Linked DNA regions of Sus scrofa: regions 2, 3 and 4 are each linked to region 1. Evidence: chromatin contacts called from public Hi-C and HiChIP or PLAC-seq data. All regions are on one chromosome and are shown on one strand. The core of a region is the stretch at or near the end of the contact, and the rest is flanking DNA. Distances in the headings are between cores, read along the strand shown. Region 1 holds the start of FAM43A (protein FAM43A). Region 2 has its middle 250 kb from the start of FAM43A. Region 3 has its middle 210 kb from the start of FAM43A. Region 4 has its middle 170 kb from the start of FAM43A.

Evidence for each region. Hi-C and Micro-C count contacts between places; a contact is called where the count stands out from the background. HiChIP or PLAC-seq counts read pairs in DNA pulled down with a chosen protein or histone mark.
Region 2: a Hi-C map of skeletal muscle shows a contact between it and region 1, with 6 times the contacts expected there. The contact joins the enhancer-like site here to the promoter of FAM43A in region 1. A contact is called at or near these places in 2 of 5 promoter capture datasets (both in liver), 12 of 47 Hi-C or Micro-C datasets (alveolar macrophages, embryonic fibroblasts, epiblast stem cells and 8 more) and 2 of 2 datasets of contacts at active chromatin or transcription factors (alveolar macrophages and skeletal muscle).
Region 3: a contact with region 1 is called in a Hi-C map of subcutaneous adipose tissue, with 2.0 times the contacts expected there. The contact joins the enhancer-like site here to the promoter of FAM43A in region 1. A contact is called at or near these places in 7 of 47 Hi-C or Micro-C datasets (embryonic fibroblasts, heart right ventricle, liver and 3 more) and 1 of 2 datasets of contacts at active chromatin or transcription factors (skeletal muscle).
Region 4: an H3K27ac HiChIP or PLAC-seq map of skeletal muscle shows a contact between it and region 1. The contact joins the enhancer-like site here to the promoter of FAM43A in region 1. A contact is called at or near these places in 1 of 5 promoter capture datasets (liver), 9 of 47 Hi-C or Micro-C datasets (blood, embryonic fibroblasts, epiblast stem cells and 5 more) and 2 of 2 datasets of contacts at active chromatin or transcription factors (alveolar macrophages and skeletal muscle).

Annotation. Positions count from the first base shown.
Region 1 is chr13:131,660,542-131,664,136 of Sscrofa11.1, forward strand. It overlaps FAM43A (protein FAM43A), which reads left to right and starts at 1,933. Exons shown (of 1, transcript XM_003132600.4): 1 at 1,933-3,595. The coding sequence starts at 2,944.
Region 2 is chr13:131,908,849-131,912,443 of Sscrofa11.1, forward strand. No RefSeq gene overlaps it. Among named protein-coding and RNA genes, the nearest start is that of FAM43A, 250 kb to the left of the region's middle. Within about 2 kb of position 1,978, at least 16 of the 83 cell types and tissues checked have an H3K27ac peak or open chromatin away from gene starts, as enhancers often do. A contact at or near this core is called in alveolar macrophages, liver, omental adipose tissue and 2 more, where this site is marked.
Region 3 is chr13:131,873,490-131,877,084 of Sscrofa11.1, forward strand. No RefSeq gene overlaps it. Among named protein-coding and RNA genes, the nearest start is that of FAM43A, 210 kb to the left of the region's middle. Within about 2 kb of position 1,757, at least 17 of the 83 cell types and tissues checked have an H3K27ac peak or open chromatin away from gene starts, as enhancers often do. A contact at or near this core is called in liver, retroperitoneal adipose tissue, skeletal muscle and 1 more, where this site is marked.
Region 4 is chr13:131,835,326-131,838,920 of Sscrofa11.1, forward strand. No RefSeq gene overlaps it. Among named protein-coding and RNA genes, the nearest start is that of FAM43A, 170 kb to the left of the region's middle. Within about 2 kb of position 1,771, at least 8 of the 83 cell types and tissues checked have an H3K27ac peak or open chromatin away from gene starts, as enhancers often do. A contact at or near this core is called in retroperitoneal adipose tissue and skeletal muscle, where this site is marked.

The DNA of each region.
Region 1 (3,595 bases), core at 683-3,182:
TGCAAGATATTCCAGAAATGCAAGTAGAAGAGAAATTCACTTGGGTTTCAATGGCTTATTAGAGTCCTAACCAGCTCATTCCAACACCCTGCCTCCATTAACCCTCAGTGCAGCTCAGGAGCAAAGCATTATAGCTCTGGTCTAATGACACTTTGGGGCCAGTCAGCCATGAAAAGGCCAGTCCTTCCCTCAGGGACTAGGAGGGCCCCAAATGCATGAATAGGAGACTTTCTTGTTTGATCAGGAAATTTTCTTCTTTCATTGTCGCAATCATTAAACACCACCCTAACCTGCACATGGGCATGCATTTTTATGGTCTCTAATTTTGCTACTCTCTATATCTGGAAAGCCCTTCAATTCTTCCCTGCTTGACACAATCCTGTTCATCCTTTAAACATCACCATCTCCGTGGAACTTTCTCTGATTTTCCTAGTCACAAAGAACTTTTTTCTCCCCGTTTCTCAGAATACTTTGGGTCCTTCTCAGGGCATTTTGTTCACTCTGAATTCCTGTGCACATGCATGTTTCATTCATTCATTCAAAAATTAAGTGATGCCAGGCACTGGGGGCAACAAGGGGCTCTCATAGAACCTGCATTCCAGCAGGAGCCCAGAGCTGGGTGAAGTTTACATCCTTCATTGGACTGGGAGGTTGTTGGAGACAGGAATTGAGTCTGCTCTCAGCTCTGGGACTAGCACCAAAAGGTACTCAGGAAAGTTAGTTATATTGAAACTCAGCACCAATGACGCTGAGAAAATTGGGTTAGAGTTCAAAGAAAGGTTAAAAGGGTAGATGGCCAGAGAATTTCATCTACATTGAAGAGCTATGCTGGTTCTGAAACCAGGACCTGACTTGGAAGCCAAGACATCCAGATCTCCAGGGTATGGGGTCTGGGGAGCAGGAGGGTCCACTGCCCTCCTCTGGGATGAGCTTGGGAATTTGAGGCAGAGTCATCCAGACACTTATGACCCATTCCAGCTAGAAGTGGTCTTGCTTTGATTGAGCAGAACATAGAGGCAATCCGGTTGTTTTAAGGGCCCAGAAATGAGTTACTAGCCAAGGGTCAGGCCGGTCAGATGATTAAAGCGACATTGTCCAGATGGCACTAGAGAAAAGAATGATTAATGCTAATCATTCTTGGTGTAGGGCGGCCGGGCATTATTTGACACAAATTTAAAAAGTCCTTTGAATTTTTACTAGGAATTCTTATCCATAATGTGACAAGGATGTAATAAAACCGAATGACTGGCCTGACAAAGTAAAATGAATTCCAACCAGACCCAAGCATTACTTAGAAATGGTATACATCTCTATAACCCGCTCTACTCTGAGGCTGATGGAAGGAGCATTGCTGGGGGTTAGGAGTGGTAAGACCTTATTTGTCAGATCTATACTATAGTATTACTTCTAATCGTCAACTACCACTCATCTCACTGTTCACTGTCTGCTCTGTACCTGTGGAGAAAGGGTTCCTCCATAGTGAGAGATAAGTCTCAGTGGTTTCCTTGCCCCTCTTTATTTTAATAAAATACAATTCTGAAAAAAAAAAATTAAACGTCACCCAGTCATTCTCAGCAGTCACACGCGGAATCACTATTTCCCCTACCTTTGGGCATATCGAATTATAGCCTAAATCCCATCTTGCACCACCTTCCCCAGAAGTTTCGATGGAGACACACATTTACTCAGTGAGTTGCGATTCAGCCTAGGGGTGGAGTGTCAGAATTCAGGTTGCTTTTCCTGCGGGGTAACCCCAGGTCTTGGCGATTTTCGCAGATAAAAGAGACGCAGGTAAATTTGGGTTGTAATGGCCAGATTGGACCGGTCTCCCCTTTCCCTCGTCCAAGGGCTGCAACCAGGTCCCTTTAAGAGACCAGGAACCCGTGGGGCGTCGGAGTCCGAAACGGAGCCTCTTCGCTGCTCCTCCCCTGTCCCCGCGCGGCGAATGGTTTGTGCCGGCCTATATTTACCCGAGATCTTCCTCTCGGACGGCAAGGATGTGAGGCTGGCGAGGCGGCTACTGCTCGTGGCACCGGAGGGGGCGCGCTGCAAAGGCGGGCAGCCGAGCGAAGAGATCCCGGGAGCGGAGTTGGACACTCTCCGGAGGGAAGAAATGAGGTAGCGACCGTCCCCGGAGCGGGCTATGCGCGTGCCCTGCCCTCGGAGCCCCGCGCTGCCCCGGCCGAGCCAGCCCGGACAGTGAGCCGGCGGAGCCGGAGTCCCCGGCGTCCTGCCGGAGCGAAGATGCAGTGACCCACCGAAGGACTGCTGCGCGGGGCCCGCTGGGGCCAGCCGGACCCACCATCTGAGTGCACTTGGGGCAAGCAGCTGATTCTGGGACCCGCTCGGCCGAGGGGCTTTTTGCCTCCAGCACCCCTTGGGGTGGGGAGCACTGGCTCCTGGGCACACTCGCGGTTGTTTCCGCGGTTTCTGGCCCTAGCCCTGGGGGTTGAGTGTGTGAATGTGAGAGGGGGGCCCTTTTCACCTTCGCCGAGGAGTTCCTGCGTATTCTCGCACCATCCCGGCTGCTCTTGCTGGGGCTCTCTCATTTATTTGCACGCGCGTATCTCTCTCTCTCTCTTTTTTTTCCTAAAGACATTTTCCGCTCCACTCTCGTGCTGTCTTTCTCTCATTTGGCTTGCCTAAGACTCTTTGCCCTCGTCCTGCCCAGGCTGGGGTAAATCTGTGTTCGTCCCCCCTCCCCCCAACTCCCGCAGTTAAACCTTTTCTTCTTTTTAAAAATTCTTTCCCTACCTCTTTCGGCGGGGTTCCGGAGCGCTATACACGCCCCCGCCCCCACTCCCTCCGACCCGGCCACTCCCAGCAGAGTTTTATTTTTCGGTCTTGCCCGGGCCCAGCCCGGCCGGGGCGGGTGGCTCAGCCGGGCTTCCACCCGGCGCTCCGCCGCCACCGCCGCCAGCTGCGCGGGGGCGCCCTCCGGAGATGCTGCCGTGGAAGAAGCATAAGTTCGAGCTGCTGGCCGAGGCGCCGCCACGGCAGGCGTCCAAGCCCAAGGGCTACGCGGTGAGCCTGCACTACTCGGCGCTCAGCTCGCTGGCTCGGGCTTGCCCCGAAGGCGCGCTCAGCAGGGTGGGAAGCATGTTCCGCTCCAAGCGCAAGAAGCTGCATATCACCAGCGAGGACCCTACTTACACCGTGCTCTACCTGGGCAATGCCACCACCATCCAGGCGCGCGGCGACGGCTGCACTGACCTAGCGGTGGGCAAGATCTGGAGCAAGAGCGAGGCGGGCCGTCAGGGCACCAAGATGAAGCTGACTGTGAGTGCGCAGGGTATCCGCATGGTGCACGCCGAGGAGCGCGCGCTGCGCCGCCCAGGCCACCTCTACCTGCTGCATCGTGTTACCTACTGCGTGGCGGACGCGCGACTGCCCAAGGTCTTCGCCTGGGTGTACCGGCACGAGCTCAAGCACAAGGCAGTAATGCTACGCTGCCACGCGGTGCTGGTGTCCAAGCCCGAGAAGGCGCAGGCCATGGCCCTGCTGCTCTACCAGACGTCCGCCAACGCTCTGGCGGAATTTAAACGGCTCAAGCGGCGGGACGACGCGCGTCACCAGCAGCAGGAGCTGGTGGGCG
Region 2 (3,595 bases), core at 728-3,227, 250 kb after region 1:
GCCCCCCACCAAGGAAAGACTGTCCAGGACTGGCTGGTAAGCAAACCTTTCTGCCAGCGCTGAGCAGGGCAGATAGATGAGCAGCTGAGCAGATGGAGGGAGACAGGTGATAACTGTGCTGAGGACCTGCTCTGGAAAATGTCAATTCCCATCCCACCCCAGTATTTCAAAGGTGCCAGGTGCTGGAATCTTCTCACAAGAGTGGCTCATTTCAAAAAAAAGAAAAGAATGAAAAGAAATGGCCCAAACTATGCCTCATCTGAGAGCTGCATTCAATAAAGGGAAATTAAATTCCTAAGGAAGCAGGTGCTCTTTGGCCGGAAGGATGCCAAGAGGGTCCTGGAACCCTTGTCAGCCCTCAGGACCCAATTAGCCTCCCCTTGGAGTGCCAGGGTCTTTGGTGAACTCTCTTCTGGCTGGGAAAGAGGGTGCTGTGCTTTGATCCTGTCTGCCTGCCTGCCAGGGCCCCTCACTGGGAAATGTCCCATCTTCCACCACTCACGCCTCTGCCTCAGCTCACAGCCGTGATCTAGGGCCACGCTGCCACAGGAGGCCCTCCTAATCCTCACCCAGCCTTGACCTTGGTCTCCAGATATACCCCTCTTCCCCATATTCTTTGGGCAGAACATCACCAGAGAAAAATTGGACACAGCCTCTACCTTAAAGAACTTGAGGTTAGTGAGAAAGAGAAGCTTACACACAGAAACCTTTAACACAGGCCAGAATGTGGTCAGGGCTCTAATGCAGCTAGAGCTACCCTTTGTCATTGGCGTGTTTTCTCTGTATCGGTCACTGGCCTAATCCCATTGCCTACATGGCCACACCAAGTCTTTATGGGCCCTTTACCCCCATGGGGACTGTTGCCCCTGTGGAAGCAGCTGGAGGCTGGGAGGCTCAGGCCTTCACCTGAGAGGTCGGGCTCAAACACTCAAGGGATCTGGAATTCACTGGGAGCCCCCTATTCTCCTGCTTCCTTAGGGTAGACGCAGAGCCCCTTTCCCTCCTGCCTTCTCTCCTCCTTTGCTCCCCACGCCACACCACAGGGGCTTGCTTCATCCTGCAGCTGTCCCACAGCCCTGCTCAGCAAGTCCCAGTTGTCCTGAATGTTTACTTTCCTCTGAGCTACACAGATCTCTGTCTTGCTAGTCTTGACTGCTTTTCAAAGCCTAAATACGATGTGAAATTGTCAGTCCTTTAAGAAGCAGGATGATGGGGAAGGGGGATTGGAGGAAGGAAGCTGGACATGGGATGGAGAGGACCAAGCTTGTCTCTTAGTGAAGAGATTAAAGGACTGAAGGGGGCTTTCTGGGGAAACTGGGGCTCAGGATGGTCCAATAACTTGCCCAAAGCCACAAACCTTGTTAGAAGTGGAGCTGGGACCTCATCAGAAAGTGAGTGAGGATGAGAAGAGGGTTGTGGGCATACCAACCAGGCTGCACAGAGCCTGCCCCGGGGTGTTCACAGTCAGTGTTCAATGCCCCATCCCTGCTTCACAGGACTCCAGGGAGAGCCTAGAATCACAGTCCGAGGGAAGACAGACAGGAACTGTAAAGGCTGGACAGGCAGGGCTGGAGCTGCCCCAGGACCCACTGGCCCCTTGACCTCCTGCGGTACATTTCAGCATTATGAACACAGTAGGGCAGGATCCCCCCAGGCAGGGTACCAGACCCTGAGAAGGACACAGATAGATCAGTCATGCCCCTGACCTCCAGAAGTCCACAGCCTCCTGAGGGAGACAGACTGCTGCTCTGAAGGCCACACCAACCAGAACCCCTGCAGTAAGACATCAGGGTCAATTACCAAGTCACTGTGTCTGTGCTGGGCTGGAGCTGGGATTCCATACTCACCCTTGGCTTTGCAGGCTGGCGCTGTTAGCTCTGCTGATAGGGGGCGCAAGAGGGAGTCTACAGGCTGGAGGCGGGAGAGCCTGCTCGCTCTTTCCTGTTTGTTCCCCGTCTGCTTCCTGTGGGCTTCCTGTCTCTGTGAGCACCATCCCAGCACAATTTTTCCCTTGGCCCAAGACCGGGCCAAACTGGAGCAGCAGCTGACTCCAGTTTGCAGCTTTTCCAGCTCCTGTAGAACCTGTTTCACCCCACCCTGCCCCCCAAGGACACTGTCCACAGCCAGCTGGCGCCCCTGCTGGGAGTCTGGGCCCAGGCACAGGCCCCTCCCTCCTCCCAAGACTGAGTTCCAGCTCTGCAGGGCTCCTCCCTGTGCTTCTAAATGTTCCCTTTGCTCCCTCAGCCAGGGGAAAGTGGCTGCTTCCTAAAGTTTGTACCTCTGTCCCACCTTAGAGGTCTCCTTTTACCCTTGGGTTATCTAGTTAATAACTGGTTCTTTCTATTACATTTTCTCTATTCTGGTTACTGGACACTGACTGTTACCATATCTTTAATGGCTTCCTATTGCTTTGATCTCTCACAGTATCTGATCCCCCCCATCTGATAACATTGCCCCCTCATTTACTAACCGCTCTTCCCACCTGACCTGTTTCTATAGAATTCTATTTGACTGCCAATGGCAGTACCCTGTTGCCCTAACCTGGCCTGGATATGGTGTTGGTCCCAGATATGGGCATGTGGCCTAAGACAGCTGATGAGAACCTTCCCCTGGGACTTGTAGACAGCAAGGTCTCTCTCCTCTAGGGCCACTAACTGAAGTAGATTCAATTGGCTTGTCTGCAGCCTTGCCTCTCCTCTTTCCCCCACCCTCCACCCCATGCCAAATATTTCTATTTGTGGTAGAAAAAAAAAAAAAATGAAGACAACTCACAAAGAGAGAAAAGTGATTGAGTGTTGGTGAGAGACCTGACCACATCGCTGAGTCCTCAATCCAGAGGTGCCCCTTGTCCACTCCACTCATCTTGCCCAGTTTCCTGAGCCCACGGTTTTCCTTTGTGTGTAAGCGAGTGTGAGCTGGGTTTCTGTCACGTTTACCTGCAAGAGCCCTGACTAATATGGCTGAGGCGAAACTCCTCAGAACTGAGTTGTCTGGCATCAAGGTGAGTCAGGACCTCATGTAGTCAAATTCCCTACCAGGTCCGGCAACCCCCCTGCAACGTCTCCACCCCACCACAGACATGGGAAGACAGCTCACAGGTTCCTCTGGACAGACGCAAAGAAGCTCTAGAGAGAAAAACTAACCAGAGCATAAAAGGAGCTGATGGAGCTCCTGTTTATGAAAGTGCCTAGTTGTTCAATCGACCGTAGCTGAGCGGGACCAAGTTGAAGAAGCAAAATCTAAGAGGAAACCAAGTAGCAGAAGAATCAAGAATACAGCCCAATTTCCACCCCCCAGGGTCCTGAGTATAATGGTTTTTCTCCCTCCTGTGTATGTGGGAAAATATATAGATAATACATGTTATGTAATCATAGGATTGTATTAGTATTCCTTCTTTCTCTCATCAGGCTTCATTTGGAAATGTCGGACTTCAGCGCTTGCTGAGATAAAAACAATTCTATTCCAGAAGACCTTTCCCCTTCCTACAGGACCAGGGTCACAGGGGCCTTAGAGACCTCTGAGTCCACCCACCCCCACTCCCGGCCCCTGATAAGGAAACGAGGCTCCTCTCTGGATCATGCAGCTGGTGACCCTC
Region 3 (3,595 bases), core at 507-3,006, 210 kb after region 1:
TTTAAAATCCAGCTATAATGGCAATTGGGAGAACTTGAATAATAACTACATCTCTGATAATAGTTTTGTATCCTTGTTAAGTTTCTTCAAAGTGAATGTGGTTATGGAGGAGAAGATTCTATTTGCAGATACACAGTATTAAGGAGTGAAGAATTGTGGTGTCTGCAATATACTCTCACAACCTGAAAGCTATATACATATGCACACTTACACATTTTGGTTTTTGGTTGCACCTGCAGCGTGCAGAAAATTCCAGTCCAGGGATTGAACCCGGGCCACAGCAGCAACCAGAGTCACAGCAGTAACGATGCCAACCCACTGAGCCAGCAAGGAACACCCCATACATATTTTAATATATAAATGAATGTGTGTGTGTGCAGAGAGACAGAGATAAAATTAGGCAAAACATTAAAGCTGGTGAATCTAGTTGAAGGATATATATGTGTTCACTGTGCTAGTCTTAGTCTTCTTTTACTGAAGTATTACAGAAAAGTACACAGATCATAAGTGTATGGCATTGTACTGTTCTTGAAAATTTTCTGTAGGACTGAGAATCTTAAAACAAGATGTTAGGGGAAAAATATAGCAATCAGAACAGTTTATTTGAATTCAAAATAATTATATACACTATTTAAAAATTAGATTATATATACTCTGAATTAGTCCCACATGCTTAAGTGGGCAGATCCCAAAACTACTATTATTACTACCAGGTGTCTTCTCTACTTGGGGCAGACGTCTCAGGTGGAAGTAGACTTCTTAGGAATACATGTTGAGACTTCCTAGTTCCTGCCTCAAGTCTCAAGCTCTCTAGCAAATGACACAATTAAATATCACAGCCTCCTTGTGTCTTGCAAAACCTTTGTACCATGGACATATAATTCAACTTGGCAGTAGGGAGGGGTTAAACCTAGAATTATTCACAGATGTGGAGATTTCATCCCACTGCCCTCCTCTAGGAAGGGGCTGGTAAACTTGGAGAGTCAAGGAATCTCCTGGGAGGAAGAGCCCCAAAGCATCCTTGACTTCATCCTTTGGAAGAGCCACATGTTTATAAACTTGGCCTGAGCTGATTGGGTCTGGGACCAGCTAGCAGGAAAGAACCGAGTAGCTCTATCCCCTTTTTTCCAACCTCCTCCTGGGCGGGAAACTTGGGTGTAGGGTTGGGAAAGCAATGGATCCTTGCTCTCCCCTAGGTGTAGAGACTCCATCCCCCTCCCAGCACCTTTTCATTGGTGGTGGGCATGTAAGCCTGGGGAGGAGCAGAGGGATCTTCTCAGGCAGAACCCTGGTGGTTTGTCCTTCTTTCTACTCTGAAAGCACTTGAGAATTCCTGGTTGTTACCAGGAAAGGGACAGGACTTCCCGTGAATTTGGCTGTGGGGGTGGCAACAGTGGTTGGCAGGAACATTGCGAACAGATGTAGTCATATTTGTCTTCTAAGCTAGTAAAGCAAGTTTGGTGCAGCAGGCAGTCAAGAGCATTTTCAAAGTCAAAAAAATGTTAACAACCTATCCCTCATCCGCAAAACATACATCCAAACAAGGACACTTGCCCTTCTCTCCTCCACTCCCCGCCCCCCAGGGGGAGGGGCAGGCAAACTGCTGAGCAGGGCAGGCCAGACCTACGTAGGTGCATCTCAGAGATCTCTAAGCCTTGGTCTGGTCACTTGGCCTCTTCCCAGGACATTCCCTTCCTCTGCCTTTACTTCCCCTCAGTGAAGTCATACTAGAGCTCCACACAGCACAGGAAGCTTTGGTTCTAAAAAACATTTCTTTTTCTGGCTTTGAATAAGCCTGAACCCTCTCAAAGTGATCCAAGAGTAAGGATTATTCATTTCCCTGAATTGACTGGATTTTGCAATAGGTCTCTGATCCAGGGCGCGTGTTTTAAGTGAAATCACACATACCCAAAGTATGTTTGTGTAGCTCAGTTTTATCTGGAAAATGACTGCTACACAAGGATTGTGTGTGTGTGTGTGTGTGTGTGTGTGTGTGTGAGAGTAGTGAAGCATTTGGAGCTCCGTAGCCCAGCAATATGACTTATACTTTCAACTTTGTTATTTTAATTATTTATTTTCATCATCTTTACTGTGATACATATAAAACTATTCCAACAAAGAAGAGGCTCCAACAGACCATCCTAAATAAAGAAAAGTGAGGCATTTGACTAATGGAATTTGACTCTATTGCCAAAAACCGTCTATTGGTACTGACTGGTTTGGTGTTTATTATGGGAAGAACATCAACCAAAAGTAAAATGTTGGAAAATTTATCCATATGGTTAGCAGCCAAATAGCACAAGAGGCACTGGTTTCTCCTGCCCTGCTGCTAGCATCATGGTTTCATTTTAGGACCAGGCACAGTATCTAGAAATAAATGCCAACGCCCTGCTTGATGTTTTGCTTTAAGGTTGGCACTGTAATCACAGGATTAGTTCCAAAGTCAGTCCCTTTTCCTAAGAACACCTCCTACATTTCAACAGCCCGTCTCAGTGCACTGCACCTGTGGAGAGAAAGCCACAGCCAAAATCTCTTGGTGGCAGAGAAAAGTACCCAGAGTTGGTTGTGTCGAAATCAGGAAAGCTCTCTGGTGTGAATAAGACTCATTTGCAGATAGACCAACAACAAATGCAACATCCTTTTTCTACAGCGACATGGAAAATGACTCCATTAAAATACTGTATTTCACATTCTCGAAATAATTGAGCTTCCTGACAGGCATTCTTCTCGGAGCTGGAGAGGAAGCTTGACTCAGCCCTGCTTTGTGGATGCAGAAAGTCCTGGGGCACATGCCAAAGACAGGAATGGCTTATGCAAGAGAGCTGGGTGCAGTCCCAGCCCCCTCTCCCCAGCTGAGGGCACAAGGGGAGGGGGCAGAGAGGAAAAGAGTGGGAAAAGTTGGACAAGGACTAATTGGATGCCAAGGTCATTGCTCTGATTCAATCATTCCTTCCTGGAAAGAGAGCATTTTTGTGCTTAACCTCATGGCCTCAAATTTCCAGGATGTTGCTGGCTCTCTGGATTTCTCCGGGGCTTGCTTATTTACCAGGTTTCTAGGCCTAGGGACAGAAGGATGTGAGAGGAAATTACTCAAGAGAGACACAAAGGCAAAGCAAAAGGCTTCTAGAACTCTGCTCACACCCATCTTCTCATGGAAATTATAATTGACTATGCAGATGCCATATTTTTATTACCTACTATAGCTTAAACATATATTTCATGAAGTTTCAGACTATTTTCCCCCCAAAAGAATGTCATTTGGAGAATGCTCAAACTGATAAGTAAAAGAGAAGAAAGTAAATTTAAAACTTCTAGAACACTTAATTTAACTTTTTGCAAGCCCATCTCTGAATATGCCCAAATGTGTGCAAGATTGTTCTGAAGTTTCTCAAAAGAGGGAGGACAAAGTCTCTGTAAGGCATCTTGCACCGTCTTCTCCTACTCAATGTTGGATTTATCTGATAGAGTCAGCCTATGTTTAATGCCATGCATTGCTATTAGTTGGCACATGGTCAGGGATCCATGAACAGATGCATATGAGGACAGCAATGGGCAAGTGATTTGGGGACCAGGGAACTGGAAGACCTCTAATGTG
Region 4 (3,595 bases), core at 521-3,020, 170 kb after region 1:
GAGAGGGACGCAGCCTCCCGTCCTCCCCAAGCTGACTTGCCCAGCACGTCCCCTGGGGGTTCCTGAGGCTGAGCCCTTCTTCCTCCATCCTGCCTGCATCAGACCCAGGGATTCGAAAACAAACAGAGGGTAGGGGTCCCGAGGTCCAAATTCATCATGACCCACATCTTCAGCATGGCAGCAAGTTCCTTCACAATCACCTCTTTCAGCCTCGTCTTTTTTTTTTTTTTTTTCCTTTTTAGGGCTGCACCTACAGCACGTGGAAGTTCCGGAGCTAGGGGTCAACTCGGAGCTACAGCTGCCAGCCTACACCACAGCCACAGCAATGCCAGATCCCAGCCGCGTCTGTGACTCGAGGCAACACCAGATCCTTGACCTACTGAGTGAGACCAGGGATTGAACCCGTGTCCTCATAGAGGCAACGTCAGATCCTTAACCTGCAAGTCTCATCTCTTGATCCCTCTTGATCCCTCGGACCCCACCCCACTCTGGCTCACACCCTACCCCTTCCACCTCCCCCACCCCTTAGGGTCCTGGCCACACCTACCTACCTGCCGCATCTTTCTTCCCGCCATCCTTTCTCTGCCTAACCAACCCCTAAAGGTCATTCAAGTTCCTGCTCAATGTCCAGCTCCCTGGTAAAGCATCTCCAGGCCTTCTTTCCTCTGCAGGAAGAGGCAGTGCCCCATCCTGGTGCTCCCAACCCCTAAAGGTCATTCAAGTTCCTGCTCAATGTCCAGCTCCCTGGTAAAGCATCTCCAGGCCTTCTTTCCTCTGCAGGAAGAGGCAGTGCCCCATCCTGGTGCTCCCATCACCCTTGGTAAACATCTTTATAATAACACTCAGTGTCCCCCATGGTAACCGCATGTTACCTGCTCCTCTTGCCCCACTGGTCTTTGAGTTCCATGACGCAAGATAACAGTTTGTAGAAACCCTACAACAAGTTTATTTTCTTGCTCAAACAACCCAGTGATAGTATATCAAAGAGTCAGAGCCGAGGCAGGGAGGCACTTTCACATCCGCGGACCAAATTGATTTTTCCGAGCACTTTGTCAAATTCCACCTGAGGGGTGGAGTTCTTAACTTCATTTTTCAAGTAAGAGGCACATGTATAAAAGAATAAATTAAAATGTAAAAAGAAATTTAAAAAGCAGCAGCTTTAAAAATTATTACATCATGGTGTCATCTAATTACATCAGAAATTTGCAGCTCAAAATCATTGTAATCAGTGATCCTGTGACTCGGGAAGTTTCATACGATATCAGCTTGTTGCTGAAGCTCAGAGGGGCTGACACAAATCCTTGGCTGAAGAGTCCTTGCTTTTGGTGGGCATCACTGGGCAAGTTGGGAGCCAGAGAAGACACTCCTTGAAGGCAGAAAACAATTCTGCTGTGATATTTAGTCTCACTTTCTGTTTGCTTGTTTATGCTTTCAATACGTCATAGGCACCACTTTCATGATACGGAAAAAAGCAATACCTTTGTAAAGATACCAGACGATAAGTGATTAAATTGCTTAAAATGATAAACACTCATCAAGGAGAAGGGGAGGGAAGAAGACAGACACTTGACCAAAGATGCTTCTGCCCCTGAGACCTGTGGCTTGAGCCCAGGACAAGAGGCCTGATGGCTGTCCCAGTGGTCACATCAAAATCACGAGGCCGGATTCCTGGAGGGAGTTGGAGGGGTGACAGGGGATCTGCAGGAAGGAGCCCTTCCTCAGCCCAGCGTCACATGCTCCTGTGCTCACGTCTCAGACAGCCACTGAGGTCCCCATGGGAGCAGCCGAAAACCACGCTGTTTGGGGTTTGGGCCCAAATCTGGCACATACAGCTCTAGACCTGAGCCAAGTGGCTGCTCCCGGGTTTCTTCATCTCTTTGGGGATCATGTGTCTGCATCCTGGGAAAGTCTGTGCCCTGGATTGTAAACTCTACGGCGGTACACACGCTGGAGGACTTACTGGAATTATCGTTGGTTCAGGAAGGAGGTGGGACTGAGGCGCAGATGAGCAGTTTTCATAGCGCCTTTTGCAGGTTCATAGACGTTTCATGAGCTGAAAAATCCTCTAATCTCTACAACTGGGTAGGACGAATATTATCATGATTTACAAGTTACAAATAATAAAACCGAGGTGCTAAAAAGTGAAGCAAATGGCCCAACCTGCCACACAGCTGGGAGCAGAGGAGCTGGAATCTGAACCCAGGCTATTGACAGCAGAGCCTGTGTTAGTAACCCACGGCCTGTGCGCACACACGCACACACACATACGCCCACACTCCCACATGTACACACGCACACTCCTCCTTTGCATTCCAAACACACCACCCAGAGTCTGCAGCTTCAATCCTGAATTGTGTTTCTTTGAAACCTAACTGCCCCAGGAAACTGCTCACAATTTACCTCTGGGGAGTGAGAATGTGGGATCAGGGCTGATGAAGGGGCCTTTCCTTTGCCTTTTATCCTGTTTTACAGTTTTTTGATTCCTCCCCTGACCATGCATTCTATTTACGAGAATTAATATAAAGACGTATTATTCCTCATCGGTAGGAGTGTGCTTCAAAGCAGAAGTTTTGAAGTTTAACGGAAACTAAAAAAAGTCCTTTGCCACTCAGAGGTTTTTAGAGCCTCATGTATCTAAGGTATCCCCTGGCCATTGGGGATCTTTCCAATTCACTTTGGAATCAAGCCTGGGTTTCCTGAGTCCCCCACCTCCAGCTTTCAGCCTCAGCAGCCAAAGGCAACCCAGCCCCTTCCTGTGGTTTCTAGCTCAGCCTGCCTGGTGGAGGGAGGAGGAGAGGGGGAGAGGGAGGGGGAGGAGAGGGAAGGGGAGGACGCCACATTGGGCCCCATCCAGGGGAAGCACGACCTGGGCCCTTCCAACAGGGTCCCCCACGCTTGGTGAAAACAGAGTCAAGTTAGAGTCCAGTCTCCAAAACCTCGAGATGGAGGCTGGGGAAAGTGAAAACACCCAGGGAGGTCAAGATGCAACAGGAGGCAGGCTCAGAAAAGGGCATGTGAGGGCTGGATCACCCTATAGGGAGGAATAGGCACAAGCCAGAGGGGCAAGGATGGGGTCCTGCAGCTCTGACCTCAGTGGCCCCAGCAGAGTACCATCTGCTTTCCTTCCCTGGTCCCAAGGGGTCTGAAGGGCAGGGGTCCACCAGGGTGGTGGACCCAGCGGGGGCCCCAGAGCCTGCCCCTGCCTCACTTGAACCCTGGGTGCAGGCTGACTCCATGCTGCTGGCAGCTTTAATTAAGTTTTGGAGGAACACAAACACACTCTCATGCACTATTCCTTCAGTGCAGGGGCTGTCAAGCAGAAGGAGGAGAGGGAGGTGGTTATGTGTACCCACTTAGCAACATCACTTTAATTTCACAAAAACACTCCCTGGCCAGGGAGCCCAGACCCAGTAATAAACCAACTGTTGGGCGGGGTGGGTGGGGGGCAGCTAGAGCCTGTCCGACTGACTTGCTGGGGGAAAATTCATTAACCAGCCATCAGCATTTCAGTCTCCCAAGACCTTAGCACTGGGACAGTCTACATGCAATGTGTTGAGTGTGTAAATTAATCCCTGTGGCACTATCACAGACCAAA